Regions from separate parts of the Mus musculus genome. Here all the other regions are linked to region 4. A link is a contact called in public Hi-C and HiChIP or PLAC-seq data. All regions are on one chromosome and are shown on one strand. Each heading gives the region's core, a stretch centred on a gene start, on an enhancer-like site or on the middle of the called end of the contact. The rest is flanking DNA. Distances are from core to core; before and after follow the strand shown.

Evidence for each region. A called contact is a pair of places that touch in the nucleus more often than the background predicts. HiChIP or PLAC-seq counts read pairs in DNA pulled down with a chosen protein or histone mark.
Region 1: a contact with region 4 is called in an H3K4me3 HiChIP or PLAC-seq map of neural tube, with 6 times the contacts expected there. The contact joins the enhancer-like site here to the promoter of Zfp536 in region 4. A contact is called at or near these places in 13 of 39 promoter capture datasets (the 3T3-L1 cell line, 3T3-L1-derived adipocytes, the C10 cell line and 8 more), 3 of 484 Hi-C or Micro-C datasets (the HPC-7 cell line, cerebellar granule neurons and embryonic stem cells), 11 of 115 datasets of contacts at active chromatin or transcription factors (craniofacial prominence, embryonic basal ganglia, embryonic forebrain and 7 more) and 4 of 9 other capture datasets (adipose tissue, embryonic stem cells, liver and 1 more).
Region 2: a contact with region 4 is called in an H3K27ac HiChIP or PLAC-seq map of embryonic stem cells, with 4 times the contacts expected there. The contact joins the enhancer-like site here to the promoter of Zfp536 in region 4. A contact is called at or near these places in 9 of 39 promoter capture datasets (the C10 cell line, the HPC-7 cell line, HPC-7-derived erythroid cells and 6 more), 17 of 484 Hi-C or Micro-C datasets (cardiomyocytes, cerebellum, cerebral cortex and 6 more), 25 of 115 datasets of contacts at active chromatin or transcription factors (astrocytes, cardiomyocytes, craniofacial prominence and 11 more) and 3 of 9 other capture datasets (adipose tissue, embryonic stem cells and liver).
Region 3: a contact with region 4 is called in a Hi-C map of cortical neurons, with 2.3 times the contacts expected there. The contact joins the enhancer-like site here to the promoter of Zfp536 in region 4. A contact is called at or near these places in 2 of 39 promoter capture datasets (embryonic stem cells and hippocampal neurons), 11 of 484 Hi-C or Micro-C datasets (the C2C12 cell line, cerebellum, cerebral cortex and 5 more), 6 of 115 datasets of contacts at active chromatin or transcription factors (embryonic basal ganglia, embryonic forebrain, embryonic limb bud and 3 more) and 1 of 9 other capture datasets (embryonic stem cells).

What each region holds. Positions count from the first base shown.
Region 1 is chr7:37,431,414-37,434,684 of GRCm38.p6, forward strand. It overlaps a transcript of Zfp536 not described here. Among named protein-coding and RNA genes, the nearest start is that of Gm51477, 6.3 kb to the right of the region's middle. Within about 2 kb of position 1,933, at least 6 of the 459 cell types and tissues checked have an H3K27ac peak or open chromatin away from gene starts, as enhancers often do.
Region 2 is chr7:37,474,029-37,477,002 of GRCm38.p6, forward strand. It overlaps a transcript of Zfp536 not described here. Among named protein-coding and RNA genes, the nearest start is that of Gm51477, 36 kb to the left of the region's middle. Within about 2 kb of position 1,608, at least 10 of the 459 cell types and tissues checked have an H3K27ac peak or open chromatin away from gene starts, as enhancers often do. A contact at or near this core is called in differentiating embryonic stem cells, embryonic stem cells and rod photoreceptor, where this site is marked.
Region 3 is chr7:38,138,645-38,141,894 of GRCm38.p6, forward strand. Gm30912 (a long non-coding RNA gene) reads right to left here. Exons shown (of 3, transcript XR_391294.2): 3 at 3,226-3,250. Among named protein-coding and RNA genes, the nearest start is that of Gm30912, 4.0 kb to the right of the region's middle. Within about 2 kb of position 1,842, at least 11 of the 459 cell types and tissues checked have an H3K27ac peak or open chromatin away from gene starts, as enhancers often do. A contact at or near this core is called in cerebral cortex, cortical neurons and hippocampal neurons, where this site is marked.
Region 4 is chr7:37,768,357-37,771,261 of GRCm38.p6, forward strand. Zfp536 (zinc finger protein 536) reads right to left here and starts at 1,396. Exons shown (of 6, transcript NM_172385.2): 1 at 1,240-1,396.

The DNA of each region.
Region 1 (3,271 bases), core at 683-3,182, 340 kb before region 4:
GCCTCTTTTTCTCCCTCCAAATGCTGCTACTTTTTTTTTCCTTTTTGCAGCTTTAGAAAAATAGATAATTACTTCAGTTAATTTCAGCAAAACAGTTCAAACTCATCAGGGCTGAACAAGTATAATTTAATGCTCCTTCTGACTTATTGTTGTGACTAGATGCGGATTGATGATTAAAGTGGTAAACACTAGCGTTTCTGAGAAATGGCTGACTCGGCTGCCAGCGTGTCACAGGGAGACACCTGCCCCCATGGCTGTGCCGCGATTGTGACTGCGCTCCGGGCTGTCAACAAAGAATATAAGTATTTGACAAGGTGTTATCTAATTGTGTTTTTAAAAGCCACGATACATACATCCTTTAATGTGTCACTTGAAGCAGCCAGAGAGTTTCTTTTATTACGAAGTACAAAGGAAAAATGAATGGCTTGCATTTTCCTCTCTCCCTCTCTCTCTCTCTCCCCCTCCCCCCTCTGTCTGTTTGTCTGTCTGCCTCTCTTTTCTCCTATTCCTTTCCAGGCTTTCCTATTTTCCCTTCATTCTTTGTAATATATTGTGCTTTTCAGTCAAACGGGCTTTTATTTAAATGGTTGCCTAAAATAGCTCGGCAGCATTAGGTCTGTACGAAGGAAGAGCAGTATGTTCCACAGATGATCTTTGCTTTGGTCCTGGGAGGCAAGAGCTCATGGTCACAGAAGGGCACAAATCTCTCTGGGATGCTCTAAGCCCTGAAGCAGGGACTGGGATGGGGTGGCCTGTGGAGATGGCCCCTCCCTCTCTTCATCCCATCTTTCCTTTACATAAAATCTCATTCTGTCTTTCTCCATCTCCTGAGCCTTGGGCGACTATTCTTTCTGGGCAATACCTTTTACAAAGAATCATGTCAATTGTGAAGACATAGCTGGACTCCTCAAGGAGTTTGGATACAGGGGCTATGTAGGGAAGACATGCCCCACCAGCAATAGGTAAGTCGATGATGCCCTGCATACTGAGAATCCTCCAAGAACCATCTAGGAAAACCACTTAGGAAGGGCAGATGGTAGGCTGACGTAGGAGGGACAACTAACCACAGTTGGTCTTAGAATGCAGAATGCTATCACTACCCCCAAATCCCCAGGAATTCAAGGTAATGGGGCAGAACCCAGTGTCTCCTTTACCCATGAAGAAACTAAGATCAGAGATCAAACCACAGAGGCTCAAACACAGAAGCCAGATAGACCAAAGTCTCCTGATGGCCTTGTCCTTTTCCATGGAGACTCAGGGCTCTGGCTTCTTGGCCACCCTCTCTGAGACCTGCATATAGGCTGTGCCCTGGGATGTTCCAGCCCAAGCAGATAGCATCTTGTAAGGCACAGCCTCCTCTTGGAGGACCAGCAGGCCACCAGAAATGCTGGGCATTCTGTAAGCTGCTTCTGGGGTACAGCATGGAATGTCAGCCGAAGAGGATTTCTGGAAGCAGTTAGGGCATGCCTGTGGTCCCATCTCTCATTCCTACACCAGGCCCTCCTCTCTGCTTCTATGAGCCAGGCCAGCTCCACTTTGGTTTCACTAGATAGATATAAATTCCGAGGCATGGTGTCTCTTTTCGGAAGAGTCAGGGGAAAAAAAGAATGAAGGACAGATCAGCTTAATGCCCCCTTCAAGGGACGCAGGATCACGAAGCTTGAAAGCCCTGAGTGTACCCCTGCTTCTTTTCAGCAGGCTCCACTGGCGTCCTGGGGACAGAGGCCTAATGATCTGGTCAAATCAGCCATTTAATCCGTCATAGTCAATGCCATGTGGAGAGTCCAGCAATTTGTTACTGGTTATACAAGGAAGCCGGCAGCCAGTGAGGGAGGAAAGGAACGAGGAAGGAAGCGGGCAGGGTAAGCCTGAGGAGGCTGAGAGTGGGGGGTGGGGGACCCTGCAGCCTGATCTTGCATCTCACCAGCCATCATACTGAAGGCAGCCGCTGAGACACTAGATAAAAGACCCACTTTTTGCAGCTGTCCCCAGAAGGTACACAAGAGGGAGTGTGCAGAGCACCTGGCTTCCTGTCAGGTGTCTGTCACAGATGCTGGCAGCTGGGTCAAGGGATAACAGTGGGGATGATGAGGTGTGGGTAGGGCAGCCATTGGGCATCGTGGGATGGACGTTTAAGAGATAGACCTTCCCAGGAAACAGAACAGTCCAGGCTGTTATTTGATGCGTTCTACAAAATGCAGCTCACCTTCTCACCGTGGCTTCACCCTGACCACCTATTTGTTTTAGTAAATGGCAGGGTCAAACTGGGCTGGCTCTTCTTCAAAGACACTTGATGATCCCATTAAATCTAGCCACTTCCTCTGTCTCTTCTTTCTGCTCCCCCCCCCCATCCTTACCCTCCTTCACCACCTCTTTCTAAATACCCTGCCTTCTTCTTCCTTCCCAGAGCCTGGGCAATTCGGCTTTGAAAGCTTCAACCTATCTAACTTTGGCATTCCTTCCGAGTTATCAGAGGGCCAACAGCATAGGAACACATCAGCTCTCAAGACCAAAGATATGGGCTTTGACATCCCAAGGGGTCATTGAAAGTTGGGACCCACCTTGTTTCCAACATCCTTTATTATTATTTTATTTTATTTTTTATTTTTTTAGTTCTTGGCCGCCAAGAAGTGAGGTGGGTGCAAGGGGAACGGGGGAGATAAAGACTGTAGGGTCAGAGCCAAGACTGGCCTCACTGAAGACTAGACTAGTGGGTTTTACTCTGCCAGGCCTTGCTACCACCTCTGGGTTCACTTTGTTTGTCTACTGTTTAGGAAAGTCTCCATTTCACGAGGGAGGAGTGGGCTGGGGGTCACTGGCCAGCTGGTAACTCTACAGAAGCATCCGAGTGCTCCTGGGGCAGGACACACGGGACGCCATCTGAGCTTGTAGTTCAGCTTCACGGTCAATTTGACTGTTCAGAGCACTACAGAGTTCTGAGGAGGGTAACTGATTGGAAAGAACCTACCCTGAACTGAGACAGTATAGCCCATGGGTTGGCATCCCTGCTGGAATAAAAGGGTGGAAGGGAAGAAGCAGCTGGGTTTCAGTGTTCCTTTTCTCTGAGCCTAGTCCATGATGAAGAACCTCCAGCCATGATGTTCTGTCCCAGCATAGGGCTGTATAATGAACCCTCTGAACTCAGGAGCCCAAACCCCTCCTCTTCCTCCTCGAGGCTGTTTGTATCGGGTGCTTTGATCTGATGAACACCTAATGAGGAAATACTGGGTGATGTCAGCACAGTGATTATCCTACCATCAGCATCCTGAGG
Region 2 (2,974 bases), core at 358-2,857, 290 kb before region 4:
CTATCATCCGAGGGGCTGTCTCTGTCAGTCATGGCACCCACACACAGCGCTAGGTGAGGGCAGAGGATAGCCGTCCCAGAGTGCCAATATCATCAGAAGATCCTACCTACAGGATGTCACCTGTGACACACACACACACACACACACACACACACACACACACACACACACACTCAGAGACCAACTCTCGATAATCAGCTGAGAAGCAGCCAGCAGGTCCAGACAAGCACAGTAAGGTGGTGAATTCCAGGAACCTATGAGGCTCTGACCTTGTATTTCACAGTCGTCTTTCCAGACGACTTTCCTGTGCACTGACTGTGGCATGGTGACATGAGGAAACACAACTTTCCATCACACTGCTGGAAAGTAAGACTGGAACCACCTTAGTGCTAAAGGGACAAGGGCAACTTAAAGGCCTTGGGCCGTGCCCGTGCTTCTTCGTAATACCTTCCACTGGATACTCATCTGATCTGGGGGCGTCTGCCCCAGGCGCTTAGGTGTCTGCCATCTTAATTCCTCCCTGCACTTCTGTCGGTGGAGGAGAAACATCTGTTGTAAAAGATAAGCCACAGCTGTTCCATCTCTTTTGCCTGTGGTGTTGTGAGGAGATGGGAAGGGGTACCTCCCTGTGCTCTCTCTCTCTCTCTCTCTCTCTCTCTCTCTCTCTCTCTCTCTCTCTCTCTCTCTCTCTGCTCTGGAAATAACCCAGGAGCACATACCTCTTTACACTAAAGCAGGGGCCAGAAATTCTAGCCTGTGGGCCAGTTCTAGTCATTCCCTTGCTTTAATTAATAAAGTTTTATTGGCACACACTCACACTGTCTATAGCTTTAGTGCCACCCAGCAGTGAGGAGTCATGAGGGTGCTCATGGTTTGTAAGCTGAAAACAGTTGCCCTCTGACCCTTCAGAAGATGTCTGTTGACCTTTCCATTCTAGGCTTTGTAGCTGGAAAAAAAAAAAGCGGTATCTTCAGAGTGTCCATGCAAGGAAATCACGGTGGGGCAGAAGTCGCCTTTTAAGATAGTTTAGTTTGGTCACTGTATTTCATCACATCATACAGTTTAGGACACATGATGTAAGAAAGTTGTGATGCCACCACCATGGTGTTGGGACATAGGTTTCTGCTCTCTCATCCTGGCAAAATGTAGTGGGCCTTCATTCCACAGTTCACTGAGGATAAAGCATTGGGAACATTGGAGCTATCTATGCCTTCCCTCAGGCTTCCTCCCACCCGTGAGGGGATCATCACCTGGCCTGGGAGCTGCTGCACACGGGGCCTCATCACCACAGTGGCTTGCTGATGGAGCCTCCAAACTGGGCTTCCTTGAGTGGTAGCAATTCCAGGGCAGAGCTAAGGGTAAAGGAGTTATGATCCCCCCACCCGAACCCCCACCTGCCTCTTAACCTGACAAGAGTTCTGTGTCCTGCCCTGAGGATTCAGAAAAGGACATGGAAAGCTACATTTGAGAAAGCTAACACAGCAATTCCAGACAGCTCTGGCTGGAGGCTTCAGCTTCAAAAAGTGAAGGGCAGGGGTGTGCCCACATTCCTGGGATGCAACCAGGTCTTTAGCATTTCTATGCAGCAATGTCCAGGTGCAGACTCAACACAGCTCGGCTGTGCCTCTCACACTCTCCTGCATCAGCTCCTCAAGCTGTACCAGGAGCCTGCCTCCCCTGCCTGCCAGTGGATGGACATGGCTCTAGTCCTCTGTACCCCCCACCCCCACACACACACATTTAAATACTGATGTGAGAAGCTCATTCCATTGCAAAGCAAGGTCAAATCCACTCTAACAATACAAAGGACATATCAAGGCTCTCCGGTGGCACTCCTTTGCCCTTTTTACACTGTACAGCAGAATAAGAGAGTATGGGACGTGCCTGGATCCTGACACTCACCTCCAGAAGCAAAAGTTTTGGCTAGACTAAGATGTCCTTTAACAAGACCAGACCAGTGGGACCTGACCCTCTCTAATAGCAACTTAATAAATCATCTTCCAACTGACTCTGAGATGACTCAGGATCTCCCACAGGATCATCTGTAACAAGTCCCTGACACGCTGATATACCAGCCTTTAAGCAAGGTTCTTTTGAAAAGTTATCATCTTGTCTTCTACATGGGCTGTGCTATGGGACTCATCACCCAAGAGGATGGATGGAGTAACCTCTCCATCAGCTTGCTCTCCTGCATCCAGGTCAGAATGTATTAGCTATAAATGGCTAGTGCACACAGGCCAGGACCTAACACCCGGGGTATAGGACTAACATTCTAAGAGTTAGGAGGCAGCAGTGCGGCAACTAACATATCAACCTGGGTGTACAACTTTCAACACACAGTCCTACATATAACAGGAGAGAAGACTGCTGGTGGGTAAGAGAGGGAGGGGTTCCTGAGTTCTGTATGGGTCTATATGATGCAGGCAAATTTTTACAGATTGCTTTCCAAGTACTTTTAAGAGAAGAGAGTTCTTCCTTATACAGAAGAACTTCAGTTACAGCCACTAGAGTTTCTAGGGGCATCGGGCAGGATTCTAGGCCTACTTAACAGATGAAATGAGGCCCTAAACTCTGAGATAAGCAATCTTGGAATAAGGCATTGGTTTGGCAAAGCCCGGCTCTGTGAGGAAGACTATCTGTTGATTGGATGGACCTGTTTGCCGAGTCACATCTACTTTAAGTGGGGCAGAGAAGAGGTAAAGGGTGGGGGTGTTTTAGGCCATGTGCCTTGAAGCTGGTGGTCATCTGTAGCTTACAATATGCAAACTGTTCCGTGCAAGAGAGAAAAAAACTAGACTGAGGAGGGAAAAATAATGTTTGTTTCTTTCTGAAATATCAGTTCTTAGCCAAAATGACAACTGCTTTTCTGGGTCCTACACCCTACCACACCCATCAAGAACAGGAGATTATAATTAATTATGCTGGGCCTGATGCCTGGGAACCACAAGACAAGAAGAGCCATCCCACCTGCTAC
Region 3 (3,250 bases), core at 592-3,091, 370 kb after region 4:
GCAGAAGTTGTCTTTTCCCAGTGCATTTTAGTCCTTTTGTCAAAAATCAGTTGGCTGCAACCATGTGGTTTCGTTTCTAGGGCCTCTGTTCTCTTCTATTGGTCGGTGGGCAGGCACAGTCTTTGCTACAGTGGCTCTGTAGTCTAGTTTGAGGTCAGGCATTGTGATGCCTCCAGCACGATGAAGTTGGATCTGAATGCCCACGGGCTCTACAATGATCATTACGTAGTCTGTCGGGCCTTGTGTGCTCCCTGTAGATCCTGCAAGCTCTGGCCATTGCCTCTCATCTCTGAGCCTCTGTGCCAGCTATTGCGTGCATCTAAGGTTTCCTGGCTTGCTACCTCGTAGGGCTCTTGGGGGTCCCTAGTGTTACAGTGCTTGAGTAAGTATCCCGAAACCTGTCAAGTGCTATTTACAGGGTGGCACTATGCATGTGTGTGGGGTGATACTATTCCCAATCCCAGGCTAGAGGGGACCTTTAGGGACCAAAGCTCTGATCTCCCCACCTTCTCCTTAGTGTTCTCAAACACCAGGCAGATAGGAGAGGGGCGGCATTTTCAGATGCAAATGTCTCTCTCAATGGAGAAAGCCTTAAAGCCAACAGATGAAGTATAGAAAGAATGTGACAATTTCTTTAAGAATCTTCATTCTCTGGGTTATAACATTACTCGGGAGTGTATGTGTGTGTTGTGTGTTTTTTTAATCTTGCTATCATGAGCAGCAGGTAGCAAAATGTTGATCTTTAATGTGTTAGTAAAACAGCATACATTTGAATATTGGCTTTTTCTGCCATCTGTACCAGTTGACACTGTTTTTCATACCAGCTTATTACATTTCTTGTACAAACATACTTTTGGGTGTCTGTTGATTTATGCTATAGTTGCTCTGGGATTTGTGTTAAAATAGCATTTTAAAACTTATAAAATATTGCTATTTTTTCCCCCTGTTTGATTCGTTGTCATTTGAAAAAGCTCTGGAGTGGCACAAATTTCCCAAGGATGCAGTTGTCAGTTCTGGTGCTCTTGAGGGGGTAGAAGACTGGGATGGGCTGACCCAGAATGTTCTAGAAGGCCCAGCCATGCATCTCCAGGGTGCTGAACTGAGGTCCCCTTGGGGCACACTGCAGGCTCACGAGGGTTATGTTTAATCCTCCAAATGTTAGCAATAAAGATGAGATGCTGTAGGGTCATAGAGATGGCCGAGAGGTTAGGAGAGCGCACTGCTCTCCCGGGGGCCTGAGTTCGGATCTCAGCACTCATGTCTGGCAGCTTGTGACCTCCTGTAACTCTAGCTCCAAAGGGATCCTGTACCTCTGGCTCCTCACACACACACACAGAGACCCATCACATATACACAATTTAAAAAGAAAAATTAGAAGATAGTGTGTCTTAATAAAGCCTTTTTCACTAGGCAAGTGTTCTTCTGCTGAGCTCTAGGTCCCTTTTAAAAACATTTTATTTTTTTTGACAGGCTCTCATCAAGTTGCCCTGGTTGGCCTTGAACTTACATTGTAGCCCAGAATGACCTTGGATCTATGACCCTCCTGCTTCAGCCTCCCAGGAGTGGAGATTATAGGTCTGTACCACTGTGCCCCAGAGTAGTCCTACCCTACTTCTGAAATAGTTCTCTTTAACAAACTCATCAGCTCATCTCCCTAAGATGGCTTGGTATGAGGGTAGCGCTCTCATCTCCAGGCACCACAAATCCGGGGCTCCCTCATACAGAGCTTAGGGGGAACATCCTGGCATTCTGCAGTGTGGGGCTGGGGCTGGGGCTGTGTTACGGTGTCTGAAATAGGATTCCTCAGAGCCCTGGGGGAGGCGTCTCCCCAGTGGATGGTGTCTGCAGCAGGCTGGTGCCGAGGCGAGGCATTCTGACACTCTAAAAAAACCAGTGCAAACTGCCACAGATGGAGGAAGAGCTGAGATTCAAATTGCAGGCTGTTTTCTAACACGTTAAAGATTTGTGTTTTTACTCACTGCTGAGCACGGAAGCAAGATGAGTTTTCTTGTTGTAAAGACTTAGCAGGCAGCAGATTCCTCCCTCTAAGCAACATTGCCAGTGTGGGGCGGTGTACCCTTCTCCCCGTGTCTGATACAGCCCAGGTTGGAAACGCAGCCCCGCTCCTGCTCCCGGAACTCTGCCCACTCAGACCTTCTTTAACCCGTGTCCCCTTCTTGCTACCAGGCAAGTTCTGGTCCCTGTTGTTAAGACTCAGCCCAGTAATGATGCCAGGGCTGAGAAGTAAAAAGATTTGACATTCTAGCTCACTCGGGGATTCTCAGCCTTCCCAATGCTGCGACCCTTTAATACAGCTCCTCGTGTAGTGGCCCCCAGTGCCAACTGTAAAATTATATTCATTGTTACTTCATAACTGTAATTTTGCTATTGTTATGACTCGTAATGTAAATATCTGATATGTAAGATATCTGATATGTGACCCCTGGGAAAAGGTTGTTTGACCCCCCTGCCCCCAAAGGGTTGCAACCCCGACGTTGAGAACCACTGTGTAGTTTCTAAGCCTAACTCTTCACATGCTGTCTTGTCCCAGAGAGGGACTCCAGGTCCATTGTGCAGAAAAGGAGACTGAGGTAGCAAGTGGTAAAATAACCTGCTCGGGGCCGCACAGCAAGAAATGCGGTAGTATTCAAGAACTGAGCCTGCTCTGGTCTGCCCTGGCACTTATTCTCAGAGCACAAGATCCCCCCTCCCCCACCACCACCACCAAACACCTTGGCTCCCACGGGCTCTGTGTTTTCAAACTCAGCTTATGTTTCTTTGTCTTTCTTGAATCTCAGCCCGGGCCTAGGGAAATAGCAAGGGCTCTTTGGGTCTAAAATAAGGAGTGGGGCAGAGATTCTTTCAAAAAACAGAGAAGTGTGTGTGTGTGTTGGGGGGTCCTCACTATGTAGCCCACGGTGACCTCAAACTCATACTTTATCTGCCTCAGCCTCCTAAATCCTAGGATTATGAGTGTATGCTGTCATGTTCAGTTCATTACCTAATTTTAATTTTTACAAAATGAGGGTCCTGTTGGGAACCTGGATAGGAAGGTTTAAGTTGTACCCAAAGTAATAGGAAAGAGTAACAAACAGGACACAGCTCATATCTACCAGTGCTTGGTCTGCGAGAAGACTGTCCACAGGCCTGAGGACCAGGAAGAGGTGTTTGTTTCTTCTGATGCTTAGAATAGGCTACCTGGAATGAGGACTCTCTCAGGCTGGCACCAGGGTGGCTGTCTTCTAAAAAG
Region 4 (2,905 bases), core at 146-2,645:
ATGCAAAACCTGGGCTCAGTGGCCATGCTTTCAGAAGCTGACTCTTTGTTGGTCAGGTTGGGGTGGGGGATGCTAATTCCTAGGGCGCCGTGTCCTGATTGTCGGGGAGCTGGGCAGAGTGCTATCATTACCAACAACTCAGCCAGGCGGGTAATGGTGAGATCAAGAGACATTTGCACCGCTATCAGGATGACATCATAGCTAAAGCAGCCTTCAGCCAAAGCCCTAGGCTCTCTTAGAGTAGAGGCCAAAGGGCTATGGGGGGAGGTGCCCCCCCCCCGCAACTCCCAGAGCTGGAAGCTGAGTCTCAGGCCCCTGCCATGCAGGGTGGTGGGCCTTGCCCACAGCCAAGTTCCCAGGCAGGCCCAGAAATGGGAAAGACAGCTGGAGTCTTCTCCAACGCAATCTACTTTCCCCCTCCATCCTGCTCACTGCAAATAATACTACTAATAATAACATAGTATGCATTTTTTTCAACAATTTGAAATTGTGAAGCCATTTCCCTGACCAGGGTGGAGCCGGCATGCCATGCCCGCAGCTACATCTCTGCTGTAGAATTGATAGCATTTCCAACCGAATTGTCAATCTGTTGGTGGTGACCCTCTCTTAGGCAAAACAGCTCTCACTCCATTTTTTTCAAGCAATAGAAACAGAGGACGCTGAAGGGGAAGGCAGACTGGAAAGGAAGCCTTCCTACTCTTGTTTTGGTTGCTTTTCTTCCTTTTAAAGCCCAGCAAAACACAGGGGCGCACACGCGAGCGCACGCACACCCTGAGACACAAACCTTAGAATAATGGGGGAGGCATTTGGCGACAAACTGCATCAGCGGCGCGGCGCGACAGGCAACCAACCCCGCTCACTCGCAGCTCAGCTCTCCAAGCCGCGGCAGCGACGGTGGCGGTGGCGGCGGCGACAGAGACCCGTCACCCTCCCAAAGAACCCCTATGCTCAACTCTCAACTGTGTCCCCAAGATCTCCTCTTCAGGCTCGCCTCAACTATGCGCGTGGCCCAGTCACCTCACCTCGCCGGAAAAGTGGAGAGACAGGGTTGGGAGTTGTGTTTAAAAAAAAAAAAAAAAACAGCAAAAAAACAAAACAAAACAAAAAGTTCCTCGAACATCCAGCCCAGCAGATGCAATTCTCCCGCCCGCTGCACACTCTCCCCGAGCCGGCCGGGCACTCGCCCCCAGCACTGCGCCCTCACCTCGGGGCGCGCGGAGGGCACCGCAGGGCACTTACTTGGCACTTGCTTTTGAGTGTGCAGGTCGTCGCGGTTTTCACTTGGGTTTTCAAATAAGTTTCAGGGAGGAAGGAGGCAAAAAAAAAAATCCAATTATGCAAATGGACTCCGGCCGGGGGAGGCGCGCGTTGAATCTGACGCTGCTACTGTATGAGTTCTTGGAGCAGCCCCGGCCCGGCAGATTTATGGGGGCGCGTCACGGCTACGCCAGGTCCCGCCGCCGGAGCATCTCGAAGTTAATTAAAGCGGTAATGTCCACTTTCCTGGCGACCCTCCGTGCGTGGGTTTACTATTTCACCCTCCAACACGACCCAGGAGGGGACACTGATGTGCCCCCCACGCCCCTCTTCTTTCTCTCTTCTTCCCCCTCTTCTGCCTCTCTCTTTCTCTCCCTCCTTTTTCCTCTCTTTAAGTCGCCTGCTTTGCACTCAGTGAACAATGAACAAAGATGTGAGTGATGGGGAAAGATCGCCCCCCTCCCAGCCCAAGCAGTGAGCGAAGCTGGTCTCAAAGTCAAAATCCAGTTGTTAAAAACTGAGAAAGAAAACCAGGGTCTCCACGCTAAGCTCCCTTTCTACACACACGTACACACGCACGCACACATATGAGCAAGCACACCCCACCCCAAGTTCACCTAAGCCCTGCCTGGAGACCTAGGGACCGTGGGGGAAAAGCCAAGGCCCCGGCGCGCGGGGATGCCCAACTCGCGGTGGACACGAGGGGACAGCAGGGACAGGGGAGCTGTGCTCGCTCCGGCCAAGATCATTTCCCGCGCCCCTCCCAGTCTACTGCCCCCACCACTACCCACCGGCCCCCTCCCAACGTCTACACCGAGAGGCCTGGCCCCACGGCCCCGCTCCGGCTGCAGCCGGCCGGATGCGCTCAGCAAACGCGGCCCCTGTCGGATTTCTGCTAAACTGCAGAGCGGCGGCGGCGACTGCCCAGAGAAGCGCAGGAGGAACCCAAGGCCAGCTCGGCGCGCACTCACCCTGCTAGCCCGCTAGTCCTAAAGCCGGTGCCCCGGGCCGCCCACCCGCGCGCACCTCAGAGGATGCACACGCACAGCGCGCTCGAGCCCCGCAGGCAGGGACCGCACGTAGCCGCCGTTATTTTCCGCTCAAGTGAAAACTAAGGCGGCTGACGAATCACGTCTCCTGCGAGGCACCCGTTAGACAAAACAATATCCTGCAAACAAAACCCGGCCACCGCTGCCACCCGCGCGCCAGGCCGGGACCCCGCCCTGCTCCTCCCAGGCCCCAGCCCCTGGCTTCTGCCCGCACCGACCCCAGCCTTCCAGGCTTGCATCCTTCCAGGAAAGAACTCGGGGACTTGAGTGTGCGCTCACCAAGAGGCGGACAAACAGGAAGGACTCACAAACCGGGAGTGAAAAATGGGGGCCACTTAACTTTCCACCTGTCCCTAGAGAAACCTTGCGGGGAATTTTCTCCGAAGAGTTGGTCTCTCTCTCTCTCTCTCTCTCTCTCTCTCTCTCTCTCTCTCTCTCTCTCTCTCCTTTTCTCTCTCTAACTTCCACAGCGCTAATTTCCACCTTCCCTCACTTCTCATACCTTCATGTATGTGGAGATAATCTATATTGTAATTGTTTGCAAAATTGCAACAGATGGGAGCATCGAGATCTGGACACTTCTACTTCTCAAAGAAAAC